Linked DNA regions of Mus musculus: region 2 is linked to region 1. A link is a contact called in public HiChIP or PLAC-seq data. All regions are on one chromosome and are shown on one strand. The core of a region is the stretch at or near the end of the contact, and the rest is flanking DNA. Distances in the headings are between cores, read along the strand shown. Region 1 holds the start of Igf2bp1 (insulin-like growth factor 2 mRNA binding protein 1). Region 2 holds the start of Npepps (aminopeptidase puromycin sensitive).

What was found. HiChIP or PLAC-seq counts read pairs in DNA pulled down with a chosen protein or histone mark.
Region 2: a contact with region 1 is called in an H3K27ac HiChIP or PLAC-seq map of embryonic stem cells, with 6 times the contacts expected there. The contact joins the promoter of Npepps here to the promoter of Igf2bp1 in region 1.

What each region holds. Positions count from the first base shown.
Region 1 is chr11:96,002,628-96,009,016 of GRCm38.p6, reverse strand. It overlaps Igf2bp1 (insulin-like growth factor 2 mRNA binding protein 1), which reads left to right and starts at 3,073. Exons shown (of 15, transcript NM_009951.4): 1 at 3,073-3,558; 2 at 4,734-4,794. The coding sequence starts at 3,384.
Region 2 is chr11:97,277,342-97,283,730 of GRCm38.p6, reverse strand. Npepps (aminopeptidase puromycin sensitive) reads left to right here and starts at 3,155. Exons shown (of 23, transcript NM_008942.3): 1 at 3,155-3,530. The coding sequence starts at 3,273. Gm11592 (a long non-coding RNA gene) reads right to left here and starts at 3,037. Exons shown (of 3, transcript XR_001780313.2): 1 at 2,590-3,037; 2 at 1,027-1,148; 3 at 422-505.

The DNA of each region.
Region 1 (6,389 bases), core at 1,824-4,323:
CTGACTATCAACACAGAAGCCCTGTATTGGGGGAGGGGGGGAGGGAGGGGGAGGGTGGAGAGAGGATTAGAATTTAGTGAAACAGCTAACTCTAAAAAGAATCAGTGTGAATAGAAATAATTGGCACTTTGTTAATGAAATAATTTTAAAAGATTTAAAAAATAGACTGTGTAAGTATTCTGTTCTGAAATCTGTTTCCCTTACATTGCCATTTAAAAAAAAACTGATTACTTCCAGCTAACTTTAAATTATTTCTCAAATGGAAAGGGAGTCAACTTAAAAGTGAATTGAATTACATTGCTATTTGTAAGTTTTGCTTTTTTTTTTTGAGCTTTAGGATGGTAAAGGATGCACTATGTTTTGCAGTTTACAAGTCTGGGTAGGAGGTTTTTTTTTTTTTTTTTTGAGGGTTAAGCTGCTTTTGTTTTAGCAATAAAGAGAATACTGGTTAGGTTACCCAGGGGGATTATCTGATGTTTTTATCAACCCCTAAAGATTTAAAGTAAACGAAGCAAACAGCACCTAAAGTTTTTGGGAGCTGGGATGTTCTGCCAAGGTAGTTTCTTCCTTGCCCCCCAACATAAAAGATTTGGAGACAGTTACTATTTATGAAGACCCAAAGACTGTAACAGACAGCTTCTAAGACCATCTTTTAGCCCTAACAAAAATCCACACATCACTAAGAAAAGTCCCTCCCTACCGGACTTTTAATTTTCTTGAATTCCTTTTCTCTTAAGTTTGTTTTGCATTCAAAAATATTTTCTGTGAGTGTCTACTATGCGGCAGGCACTGTTTCCAGCTCATTGGCTTAGTTTGTTAAGAACTTCGCTGTGATCAAGAGCTGACAAAACACCAAGTTAGTGGGGGCTGGGGGAATGTCGGGGAGGGCGTGTGGGGACAGAGACACAGACATTTCACATCTTCCTGGACAGAAAACATTTTTTTTTTCCTATTAAGCAACTAATAGCTTGTAATACTTAGATTCCTGTTGCTTCATGGGAAGAAAAATGTCACAAAAACAAAAAACCCGACAAACACGTGGCTGGCTAGAACAAAACGCTGATTCGAGAGTGGGTTCTGAAGGTGGTGGAGGGAGACTCAAAAGCCGAGTTGGAAGCCCTCCCCCGCCCCATTTCTTCCCGGCTCTCCGGGAAAACGAGGAGGGGGACAAAGGTGCTGGGTGTTGTGTTTTAACTCCCGACTTTCCGAATGGTAGGGAATCATCCGGCAGATGGGCGGTGAGCCGAAGTCGGAACTGGCTTATAGACTCTGCAAACGAAAAAAATAACAATAAAAAAATCCAAGCCATTTATATCGGTGCAGTCAACACGTGTTACGGAGGCGGCCCGGGCCGCAGGCGACTGAGACAATGGGATCGGGACGGGGGAAGGGGAGAGTGACCCCCTTCCTCACCTGCCCTCTCAAACGCGTGCCCCGACAACCCTCCTCCCACTTGCAGACTCGAGCGGCTCAAGGACCATCCCTTTTTCTAGGGGTGTTGTCGCCGGCCCCTTCTCCGCGGTGGCCAGGCAGGGGGCTTCTCCAGGGTCTCCGTGCCTCGCTCTCCACCTCCCTCTGGCGTCGATCCAGCCTCAGCCGCTGGAACCTCGGGTGTCCCCCGCGTAGAGCCGGGGATCCCGGTACTGAGTGTGCAACGCGTCCCGCGCTCCGCTGCGCGTCCGGGACTCCCAGCGCGCGGCCCCCTCCCCCACCTCACAGACGGGGTGCGACCGCCCACGTGTCGCCCCTCGCCCAGTCCGGTCTTTCCCTCGGGCTCCCGGAGCCTGAGGATCCGGAACGCGTCGGTCCTAGCGGAGGGAAGGGACCTGGGCGGATCCACTTCCCCCTCCCCACGGGGAGGGGGGAGGGCCGCAGCCCCCTCCCCCGCTGCTCGCTTCCTCAAGCGCGGAGCGGAAATTACCCCCTCCCCGCCCCGGGCTGACCTGGGGACGTGGGCGGGGCCTCTGCACCCCCTCCCCCGGCGGCCTTCCAAAATCCAGCACCCCAAAACTAAGTTCTGAGACCCACAGCCTGCGCATGGACCATCGCTCAGTGCATCGCGGGTAGAGCGGACGCAGGCGGGCGACGCCACCTGTCCGCTCCTTGCGTGGGGAGGGCGAGGGGGACCTCGGAGCTCAACCCGGTCCCTCCCTTCTGAAGCCAACCCCTCCGGTTCGGGGTCGATCGGTGGTGCGACCACCCCTCGTCGTTTTTCCCCCACCCAGTTGATCTTCGAGGATGCTCTCGAGCCGGGTCGTGCAGGCTTTCCCCCAAGGATGCTGGAGTGTTGTCATCCAGCAGCTGGACTGGGTGCAAGCCAGCTTTTCTCCAGTGGGGATCCCGAAACATGATTTCCTGCGGGTCCCTCGTTTTCAGGCGCTGTCTCTCGTGTCCCGTGTCCGCAGCTTCCCGATCCCGCGCTCTCAGGGTCCCCTGAATCAGGACCCGGGAGGCCAGCGAAGTCTAGCGGTGTAGCGGGAAAGACAGTGACCCCCTACTTAGAAACGTAGAGGAAAGGCGTCTTTCCTTTTAAATAACCGGTTCCTGCGACCCCCTCCTGAAGACCCCAGAGTCCTCAGCTTCTCTTTGTCTGTCTCGGCAGTCCCCCGCCTGTCAGTCGCTAGCAGTTTGCCGGGGTGGGGTGGGCAGCCCAGTCTCCACAAAACGAATAAAAAAATTACCGTACATTTTATTCCTAAGAACTGGGGGGATTTGGGTCGCCACCGCCCTCCCCCCGCCACCCCCCCCCCCCGTGCAGGTCGCTGTGGGGGCGGGGCGCCGCTTTAGGGGCCAGGTTCTTGCAAAGGGGGAGGGGGATAGGAGAGCTGGGGGGGGAACTCTGCTTCCACTTTCCTGGTTTACCCGTGGGGTGCGCTGAGTGCCGCCCCCAAGATTGGAGACTGTTGGGTTGGTCCGGGTTGGAGGGCCAAGGGGCCCGGTGGCGTCGGGGGTCTTTCCCTGCAGGGTGGGTGGGGGCTGTCACCACGTGGCTTCGCCTTTTTTTTTTTTCCTGCTCCATTTTTTTTTTTTTTTCAAGTCGATTTTATTTAGAGGCGGCGCCAGGGCGGCCGCGGAGAAACGTGACACACCAGCCCGCTCGCAGGGGTTTCGGACCGAAGGGAAGGAGCCGCGCCGCGTCGTCGTCAGCCTCCCCTGCACTCGGCGGGCACTTCTCCCGGGCTCACCCAAACTCTCCCGTGACCCCCGCGTGCCCTCAGGCCGCCCACCCGCCCGGAGCTCCGGACAACTTCAGGGGTGGGGTGCGTAGAAAGTTTGCGGCTCCCGCCGCCCGTCTCCACGCCTCTCGGCCTAGGAGGCTCTCCGCCCGCGCCCGCCCGGCTCGGCCTTGCCTGGAACCGTGTCCTTGCCCCGCCACCGCCACCATGAACAAGCTTTACATCGGCAACCTCAACGAGAGTGTGACCCCCGCAGACTTGGAGAAAGTATTCGCGGAGCACAAGATCTCCTACAGCGGCCAGTTCTTGGTCAAATCCGGCTACGCCTTCGTGGATTGCCCCGACGAGCACTGGGCGATGAAGGCCATCGAAACTTTCTCGGGTAAGAGCGCGGCCACCTCCCCGGAAAACACACACACACACACACACACACACACACACACGAAATCCCGGAACAACGGGGACCTGCAGCTCCTCTTTTCCTTGCCGGCCAACTCTTCCCGGGTCCGGGAGGGCTCGGCCTCCGTCTTCGGTCCCCAGCCTCGCCCGGCCTCCCTCGACGCCTTCTCCCGGCGCGGAGATATTCGGGATTTCCTCACCCCTTCCCCCAGCCCGAGGCGCTCGTGGCGGCTCCCTACACCCCTCCCCACCGACGGGGCGGGAGCCCCGGTTGGCAACTGGTGGGGGTGGGGGTGGGGGTGTCTCACGAACACTGGGGTTCGGGTATAGGCGTGGTTTCCCCGATTCCCCCCCGCCCCTAGTCAGCCCCCCATGCGCTAGAGCACCCCCAAAGCCCCTGCCCTCCGTCCCGGGCCTTTCCAGGATGGGGGTTCGCGCACCTCAGCTCTTCCCGCTTTAACTAGGGACTAAGCCCTGAGGCAGGACGTGGGAGGAAGGGGCTCCCGCCTCCCGCCCAAGGCCTGGGGCTTGAGCCATTTTGATTTGAAAGTGGGGCGTGAGCCGGGTGGCGCGGCGGCGGTGGCGGTGGCGGCGGCGGGTCGCCATGCTGCTTCCCGAGACGCCGAGGCTGGGCCGAGAGGCGCGCGGCTACCGCGAGGGACCCTCCGCCCCGGGCCGCGCCGCCCCGGGGGCCCTCCGCTAGCCCTGTGGCCCCGACCCGGCCTGGTCGCCTAAGCCCTTCACCGTGGCTCTGCTGGAAAATAAAGTTTTAATTCTCTACTCCCGCCCCACTTCGCGAAACGATCCTGCTTTCGCCTGTCTCCTTCCTTCTACTTCTGGAGCCGCCGAAGCAAGCGCGCTCACACAAACGCTCACACCTTTCCCAAATCTGAGCAGGCTGCTCAATCAGCCCACGTGATTAATGGAAATAAAACGAAAAAAATTGAAGAAAAAAAAAAACCCAACGAAATTACGGGTTCTACCAAACCCGGAGCAACCTTTCCCCCCACAGGCCTCTGCAGCTGGTGCCTGGATTTCTAGGAGGCCCCAGGAACTCTAGAATTTAGCTAATGTCCCTTACTCACCCTTCCACCCCATCCCTCCCCCATTTCTTTACACTCATTCATCTCTTTTTTTTTTCTTTTTTTAAATCTTCAGGGAAAGTAGAACTGCAAGGAAAACGTCTAGAGATTGAACACTCAGTCCCCAAAAAACAAAGGTAGGAAAAGAGTTCCTTTTGGGAAACAGTAATATTTAGGGGTCCATAGCGTCTCCAGTGGAACAAACCCATTACTGGCCTTTCCACCCCCACCCCCAACTCCGGATGTTGGGGGCTGGGAGAGATTGGCTAGGATCGTGTAGTGGTTGTTTTATAGCTTTAGAAGAAATCCAACAACTTGGGATTGGGGTGGGCTAAAAGACATTACTTGAAAAATTAAAGAGAAAAAAAATCAATAGAGCAGGAACTCTGTGGAGTTAGTTCATAGTGTGGGACTGGGACCATTTTCTGTATGGGAGTTTAAATATGGAGAATTCAAACTAATGGTGGTGGTGATTTTTTTTTTTTTATAACTTTCTATCAGGCCTCCTTTTTCCTATGTTTCTCATCTTTTTTATAACACAATTTGTTAGTAGATTTGAGAGTGTTCTTTTTCTACTGGGGGTGATTAATGAGCAACGTACCCCATTCAGATCTCCTTATGCTGGCCTAATAATTTCTGTTATAGGCATGGATTTTGTTGCCCCCCTACACAGACCCTCATCCCCAGTCCCTCGCATCTTATAGTACCTCATCAACTGGATTTTCAATGAATGTGCTTTGGCCGTGCTATCCCTTTCCAACCCCCCCACCCCCACTCCTTCAGTCCATTGTTACAAGGGACCATCTGGGGTGAGCTTTGTGCTGAGGCTGTGAGCTGGGGCTCTTTGGAGGGTCTAGAACTCGGAGGATGAATGGGTGTGTGTGTGTGTGTGTGTGTGTGTGTGTGTGTGTGTGTGTGTCTCCTCTGGTGAGTTCTTTTTACTCCGTATTCTCTCTTTTCCGCCAAATGGGGTATCTCCACCTTTAAAATTTCAGGATGGATTTCCAGTCCCCTCGAATTCCGAAGTCTGCGGTTGAACTCTGGCAGTGGAGTGTTGAGGCAGGGTTTCTCACATCAGACTTTGTGAACGCGTTGTTGACAGTGCAGTTTTGTTTCCTGTCCTTAGTTGGGAGCAGCCCTCAGTCCAGTTTTGGTCTTCTCAGTCCCTCTTTTCAGCTGGGCACGTGCTGTATTTCTGAAGTTTTTTTGGCCCTTCCTAGGTGGGAATCTTGTGTGGGTGCTGTGCTTTGGGGGTGGGGTGGGGGGTTTGGGGGGTGGGGTGGGGGGTGGGGTGGGGACATATGTTTAAAGAATTGAGAAAGTTTAGCTGGAGATCATGTCTGTCATCTGTGGTTTGGCTTCAGAGTTTTAAGTCACTGAATTATTGTAGCTGAAGAGCATCACTATGGCTTGTGTCTAGGTTTATAGAGTATGTGGTTTGTTGTCAAATGCTTGAGGCTGTTGCTGTTAGAATTAACAGAGGCACTAAAATTGGAAGGAAAAAAAGCTTTATTTGAAAAAAATGGAGATGGGAATAATACAGTGGAGATCGTGAATACATGGACTCAGAGCTGTGTTGATGGGAGATCTAATAATTGGAATTCTGAAATGTGTGGTCACTTTTCCTTCCTGCTCTTGGGGATGATTTACATTTTAAAGCCAAGGAGGCAAAAGAGAAAGAAACAGCAAAGTGTGGTGAAGTGGAACTCAAAACATTTATATTTTAATTTTC
Region 2 (6,389 bases), core at 1,906-4,405, 1.3 Mb before region 1:
ACAGTGCTCTTAACCACTGAGCCATCTCTCTAGTTCTCCACCTCGCCCCCAAGTTTTTATTGACGCTTATAGACTAGAAGAAGAGGCCTTTGTTTTGTTTTTTTGTTGTTGTTGGTTTTTTTTTTTTTGTTTATTTTATTTATTTATTTTTTGGTTTTTTGAGACAGGGTTTCTCTGTATAGTCCTGGCTGTCCTGGAACTCACTTTGTAGACGAGGCTGGCCTCAAACTCAGAAATCCACCTGCCTCTGTCTCCTGAGTGCTGGGATTAAAGGCGTGCACCACCATGCCTGGCGTACGCATCGCCATTCTTATTTTTTTATTTATTATATGTAAGCACACTGTAGCTGTCTTCAGACACTCCAGAAGAGCGCATCAGATTTCGTTACGGATGGTTGTGAGCCACCATGTGGTTGCTAGGATTTGAACTCAGGACCTTTGGAAGAGCAGCCGGCACTCTTAACCGCTGAGCCATCTCACCAGCCCACGCATCGCCATTCTTAATCCTGTGATTTAATAAAAGATTGTCTATAGTTGTAGGTTCACAGTTTCCCTGTGGGACAGATTTTTTTTGTACAGGAGAGACAGCACAGACTGAAGAAGAATTCTCTCTTGGCCTATTGTTTAGTTGGCTCAATAGCAACCAAGATGCACTTTGCTCAGGGCCTAGTACTGAAAGCAATAAAAGAAGTAGAGAGTGAGCTCTTTGAAAAGTAAATGAATCAGAAGGAAAATGAAAAGACTGAGGAGTGGTGGCTCAAGTCTGCAATCCCGGCACCCCAAAGGCTGAGGCCTCAGTGTGAGAGCCTGCCTTAAAGAGAAGAAACAACAGGGCACGGTGGTTTAGGACTTTAATTCTAGCACTTGGGAAGCACAGATGGGCAGATCTTTGAGAGTTAAGTGCCAACCAGTTTTCATAGTTAATTTCATGCTAGCCAGGGCTATATAGTGAGACCCTGTTTTTGAAAAAGAAAGAAAGATAGAAAAGTAGAGGAGGAGAAATGGAAAATAAAATAGGGAAACAAACCAACTGGTGGTGGGGCTGCTGCTGCTGCCTGTAAGGCTGAGGCAGGAAAACTGCTGAAAGGCTCCGTGCCAGGCTGCTCTATATAGTGATTTTGAGGCCAGCATAGGCTATAGAGTGAAACCCTGTCCAAGAGGAAAAAAAAAAAAAAACATTAAAAACAAAATAAAAAAAAAAGCAAGCCAGCTCTTGCTAGCTCATCCTACAAAGATCTACAAACCTAATATTCAATTGCAAAACATAAGACCAAGTCCACATGAATCGGCAGAGTTCCGGAGCTAATCGGAAAGGGCTAGAGCAGGGTGGAGTTCTGCAATGGAACTCTTCCTGGCAAGGTGAGGGAAGGGAGGGGCGCACATTTCACAAAAACGGATGAGCAGGCCACTGAAACACTCATTCCTGAGCAAATTAGCAATCTGTGAGGGCTAGACAGTAATCGAGTTAGACTGTAGAATTGATGTTAAAGGGTAAACAGCTCATAGGCAGCCTTAGATGGTTATAAATCAATTTTGCTTTGACAGGAGGAAGCCTTTTGTTTTTTTTTTTTTTTTTAAATGCAAACATTTTGAGGAGATCATACACAGTTGGATTAGAATAAACCAAACTGGCAGAATTATGAAGGAAGCTGTTTATAATGTTCTCAAGGAGAAAACCAGAAACAACTGGGTCTCAATTCCAGCTCCACCAATTATTAGCTGTACACAGGTCTAGAGCAAGTCATGATCTTTCTATGTGCCTGTTTTTGCATATATAAAACAGGTTGGGGGTCCACCTCACAGAGCGTCTGAGAGATAAAATGAACGTGTAAAGTGTTAGCAAGTATTCCAGACATATTAAAGGCCCGTCTCTTTAAGAATTGCATCTGTGTTTCTAAAAAGCACGTAGGATTTTTGGAGGAAAGCAGGGCAGGTTGAGGATCCACAACTGTGCTGCCCAATACAGTAGGCATTAGCCATGTGTTGCCCTGGCTGTCCTAGAACTCACTCTGTAGTGAAGGCTGGCCTCAAACTCAGAGAGATCTGCCTGCCTCTGCCTCCAGAAGCCAGTACCACCACTGCCAGGCACCTCATTAGCATCTTTAAAATGCATTACATGATGAAATTATAATCTGAATATATTGGGCTAGGGAGATGAGGTGCAATAACTTCTGTTGTTTTAATTCTATCTAGTGGCTCACAGTGTCATGTCTGTAGGACAGTGCTTGTTTAGTTTTGACTCTACCTTACAAGTTTCTATAAAAGAAATACGCTTTTAGGAATATTTTTGCCTTGATTTAAACATAGGTCTTAGAGATAACTACAGAATGGAGGGAGCCACAGTTAGGATACTTTTACAGAAGTCACAACTGGTAAAGGGTCTTTTCAGTTAAAAAAGCAGAAACAAAAACAAGGGGCGTGGGGGTGTGGCTCAGTGGCATGGCGCTTGCCCAGCCTGTGTAGAGGCTTTGAGTTCAAAGCCTAGCACCACAGGAAGGGAAAAATCCGGAAACAGACAGTTGATCATTATTATCATCTGTGTTTTCTTAATCAAAATCTTACTGTGTGCCCAGACCATTCTGGAACTCACTCTGTAGTCCAGGCTGGCCCATGATGATCGTCCTGCCTCAGCCTCCGTGCCCAGCAATGAAGCATCTTGTTTTAAATATGAAATCGTGGGATCCTGTATTTCTAGTCTTTGAAACCACTCTCCTAAAAGGTCTAGATTTCACTGGTTGGAGCGACCTTGAATAACTAAGTGTTTCCTCGGAAAACTGTTTTCAGATCATCCCTTCAACTGGCTATTTCCTAGGGAAAAAAAAAAGCCTCAGGTCGGGCTCACACCGCTGAGGTGGAATGGCTCTTTCCACGCGTCCCCTACCCCCCCGCGCTGACTTGACCGCTGCGTAGGCTTCCATTTTCCACAGAGCTCCTCCATGCCCTTCGTGGCTCTTTCCTGCCACCGGCCGACGACAGGTGCAGCGCCAAGCGCCTCCTCTCGCCTTCCCCGTTCGCCGACCGCGGCCTCGCCGCCCCGCCCCGCCCTCGGCGCGCGCCCTCAGCGGGGTCGCGCCCGCCCCGCGGGGTCGCGCACGCAGCCGCCGCCGCCTCCCTCCCCGCCCTCCTCCCCTGCCCTCCCCTCCGCCCCCTTCCCCGTAGGCAGCCCGCCCGCACCGCCGCCCGCCCGCCCGCCCGGCCCAGGCACCCGCTGGGTCTGTCCCCCGCCCCAGCCTCCCCGGCGGCTCTCGGCAGGCGGTCGCCCGCGCCCGGTGAATGTGGCTGGCAGCCGCCGTCCCCTCCCTCGCTCGCCGCCTGCTCCTCCTCGGCCCTCCGCCTCCTCCCCTCCTTCTCCTCCTCAGCCGCTCCTCTCGCCGCCGCCGCCGCCTCCACAGCCTGGGCCTCGCCGCGATGCCGGAGAAGCGGCCCTTCGAGCGGCTGCCCGCCGAGGTGTCGCCCATCAACTACAGCCTCTGCCTCAAGCCCGATTTGCTGGACTTCACCTTCGAGGGCAAGCTGGAGGCCGCCGCCCAGGTACTGCGACCCTCGGGCGCCGGGGGGCGAGCAGCGGGCGGGCGGGCGAGCAGTTAGGCCGCGCCCGCGGGCTGGGTTGGAGGCCGGGGCGGGTTGGGCGCGTGGGCCGCGGGACCGAGCGGGAGGCGGGTGCGGCGCGCCCCTCGAGCCGGCCGGCCGGGCGGGGACCGCGCTGCGGGAGTCTGCGGGCGGTGCGCCCCTCGGGGGGCCAGCACACCTGTGTGCAGCGCCCCTGGTCCCCGCCTTCCGGGCCCCGAGCTCCGGGAGAGGCTGGGTGGGGGCTGGGGAACTAGAAGGGGCTAGGACTGCCTGCTCGGTGGCACCCCTGCGGACTGCGTTCTTTCCTGGTCGTCCCTTTACTCCGCCGGGGATAGGTTGGAAGGGGCGGTCATCAGGCACTTGAGAGCGAGGAGGGGCGAGTCTAGAAGGTTGGGGGCAGGGGGGAGTGGAGCGAGAATGTTAATCCCAGGCAGCCTCACCGAGTTCTCCCGGCCTGATCCTGCCCAGGGGCCGGGTTTCCAGGATGATCCGCCCCCTCCCCCTTCCCCTCAAATGACAGTGCAGCAGTGACTTTGTTCTCCCCTAACCTCCAGAGAAGCCGCGGAGGACCCTAGCTCCTCTTCTCCTATCCGCCTTGCTCTCGCAACCTGTGAAGCTGGTGGATTTATTGCTTCAGTGGCGGTTGCTTAGCAGTCCCCTCTTCTGAAAGAAAGCTCTCAGTCTTAGCCTGCCACTGGTGAAAATATTCCATTACTCTTCTTTGCAGTTTTTTTGGTGAATCATACGCTCCTCCCTCCTCCCCGAAGCATTATCTGGCAGTATTGTTTGATTTCGGAGACCATCCATATAGATGGCTCACAGAGGTCTCAAACGGTTACGATAAATAACCATGGGTATGATGTGTTACGTGAGATCGGAAATGAAAATTGGGAGCTGTTTGATAGCTATCTGTGACAGGAGTGGTGGAAATAGAATTGGTTCCGTTTCTTTTCCTACCCCAGCTAGGGGTTGGGGAACACGAGTGGTGGAGGAAGCCAGGCCAGTAGGCCTCAACCAAAAAGATGAGGGAGGGTGTGTGTTGCAATGAAATGAGAGAAACGTAGACTAGAATTTGAGTGATTTGAAAGCCGAGAAAGTATGATACTCGAGTTTGAAAATCTGTGTAAAAGTACAGAACTTAAAAGTATGCTTTTAGATTTGGAACATTGGCTTTGCCAGCCTTAGATGCTGGCAGCATCACTGTCCACAGCAGAGTGCCTTGTGACCTTTGGAGAAAGGGCCTACACTTGGGATGAGTTTGAATTATGAGAAAACACTAACTTTAAGGAAGCTGGCCCGAGTTAATAAATCTGGAAGGTGTGCGCACTGAGTGAAGACATTGAGGAAAAAGCAGTACAGATTTGCTTACAGGTTATTGAGGTTTATGGACATGTTAGAACAACAAGCAGCAACATGTTCCCCCGCCCCGCCCCCCCTCTAAAAGTGTGTTTGTGTGTGAGTGGGTGGGGGTGCGTGGGAGCTATGGTATGTATACTCTCTGTCTCTTACCCTTTCACTATGGGATCTCGGGTTCTAACTCAGGCTGCTTAGTTTCCATAGTAATCACGTTTACCTCTTCCTACTTCTCTGAAGAGCTGGAAACAAGTTGGAGGGCACATCTTTATTCCCAGCACTTGGGAGGCAGAGGCAGGTGGATTTCTGAGTTCCAGGCCAGCCTGGACTATAGAGTGAGTTCCAGGTCAGCCAGAGCTACCTACACAGAAAAATCTGTTTTGAAAAACAAAACAAAACAAACAAAAGGAGATGATAATATGTGGAAGATTGGTTTCTGCCTTTGCGGAAGCACAAGGTTGTATGTTACCTAGCAGCGGGACTTAGTGTCCTTGAACTCACTGTCTCTTGCCTCAACCTCCAGAGCAGCTTAGATTCTTGACACACACCATCATGTCTGGCTGATTTGTGAATCTGATCCAAGGAAGTAACTGGATCTTTTTGATAGAATAGACTTTACAAAGAAGGAACAAGGCATTCCCGTCTTTAATTTTGTGTCCTACTGTGAGTGCATAGGTGTGTGTGGGTGTGCATACACGAGTGCCGAGGCATGCATGTCCATAGAGGTCACTGGACAGGTTTTCAGAGTAGGTTCTGTGTTTCCATCATGTCGGCCCCGGGATTGAGCTTAACTCAATAGTCTTGGCAGCAAATGCCTTTACCCACTGAGCCACCTTTCTGATCTTCAAAAAAGAAAAACACAAAACAAAAAAAATTTTTTTTTCCTCCCAGAGAGTCTTTTCAGGCTAGGTGGCAACATAAAGATGGGGTAATAGCAAATTTAACAAGTTGATTAAGGGATAATTAGACTTTTTAGTTGTCCCTTTTGAAGTATAAAAGAATTCACAGTAGTTAAAGCAACTAGATCCTTGACGCTGTATGTTGGAATAGTAGCATTAGGTGGTATCATTGTGGAAATTAAAAACATTGTAAATTTTAGATTGGTTAATGACATTAGGTAACTTTCTTAGCAGTTCGTATCATACTACATGGAATATTGAACCATTTTTCATGGTTGCCTTAGTTGTTTTAGTTGCAAAATTGAATGCAGAGTATTTGTACACGTTATATATTAGAGACTTGGTGGATTTTTAACCTGGCCTCAGGTGTCGGACTTCTGAAAGGTGAATGTAAAAATTGTCTTTTTACATAGATGAATTTTCTTTTCTTTTTTTATTTGTTTTTGTTTTTCTGAGACAGGGCTTTTCTAGGTAGCCCTGCCTGCCCTGGCACTCACTCACTAGATCAGGCTGACCTTGAACTCAGAGAGCCACCTGTCTTGTCTACTGAGTGCTGTGATTAAAGGCC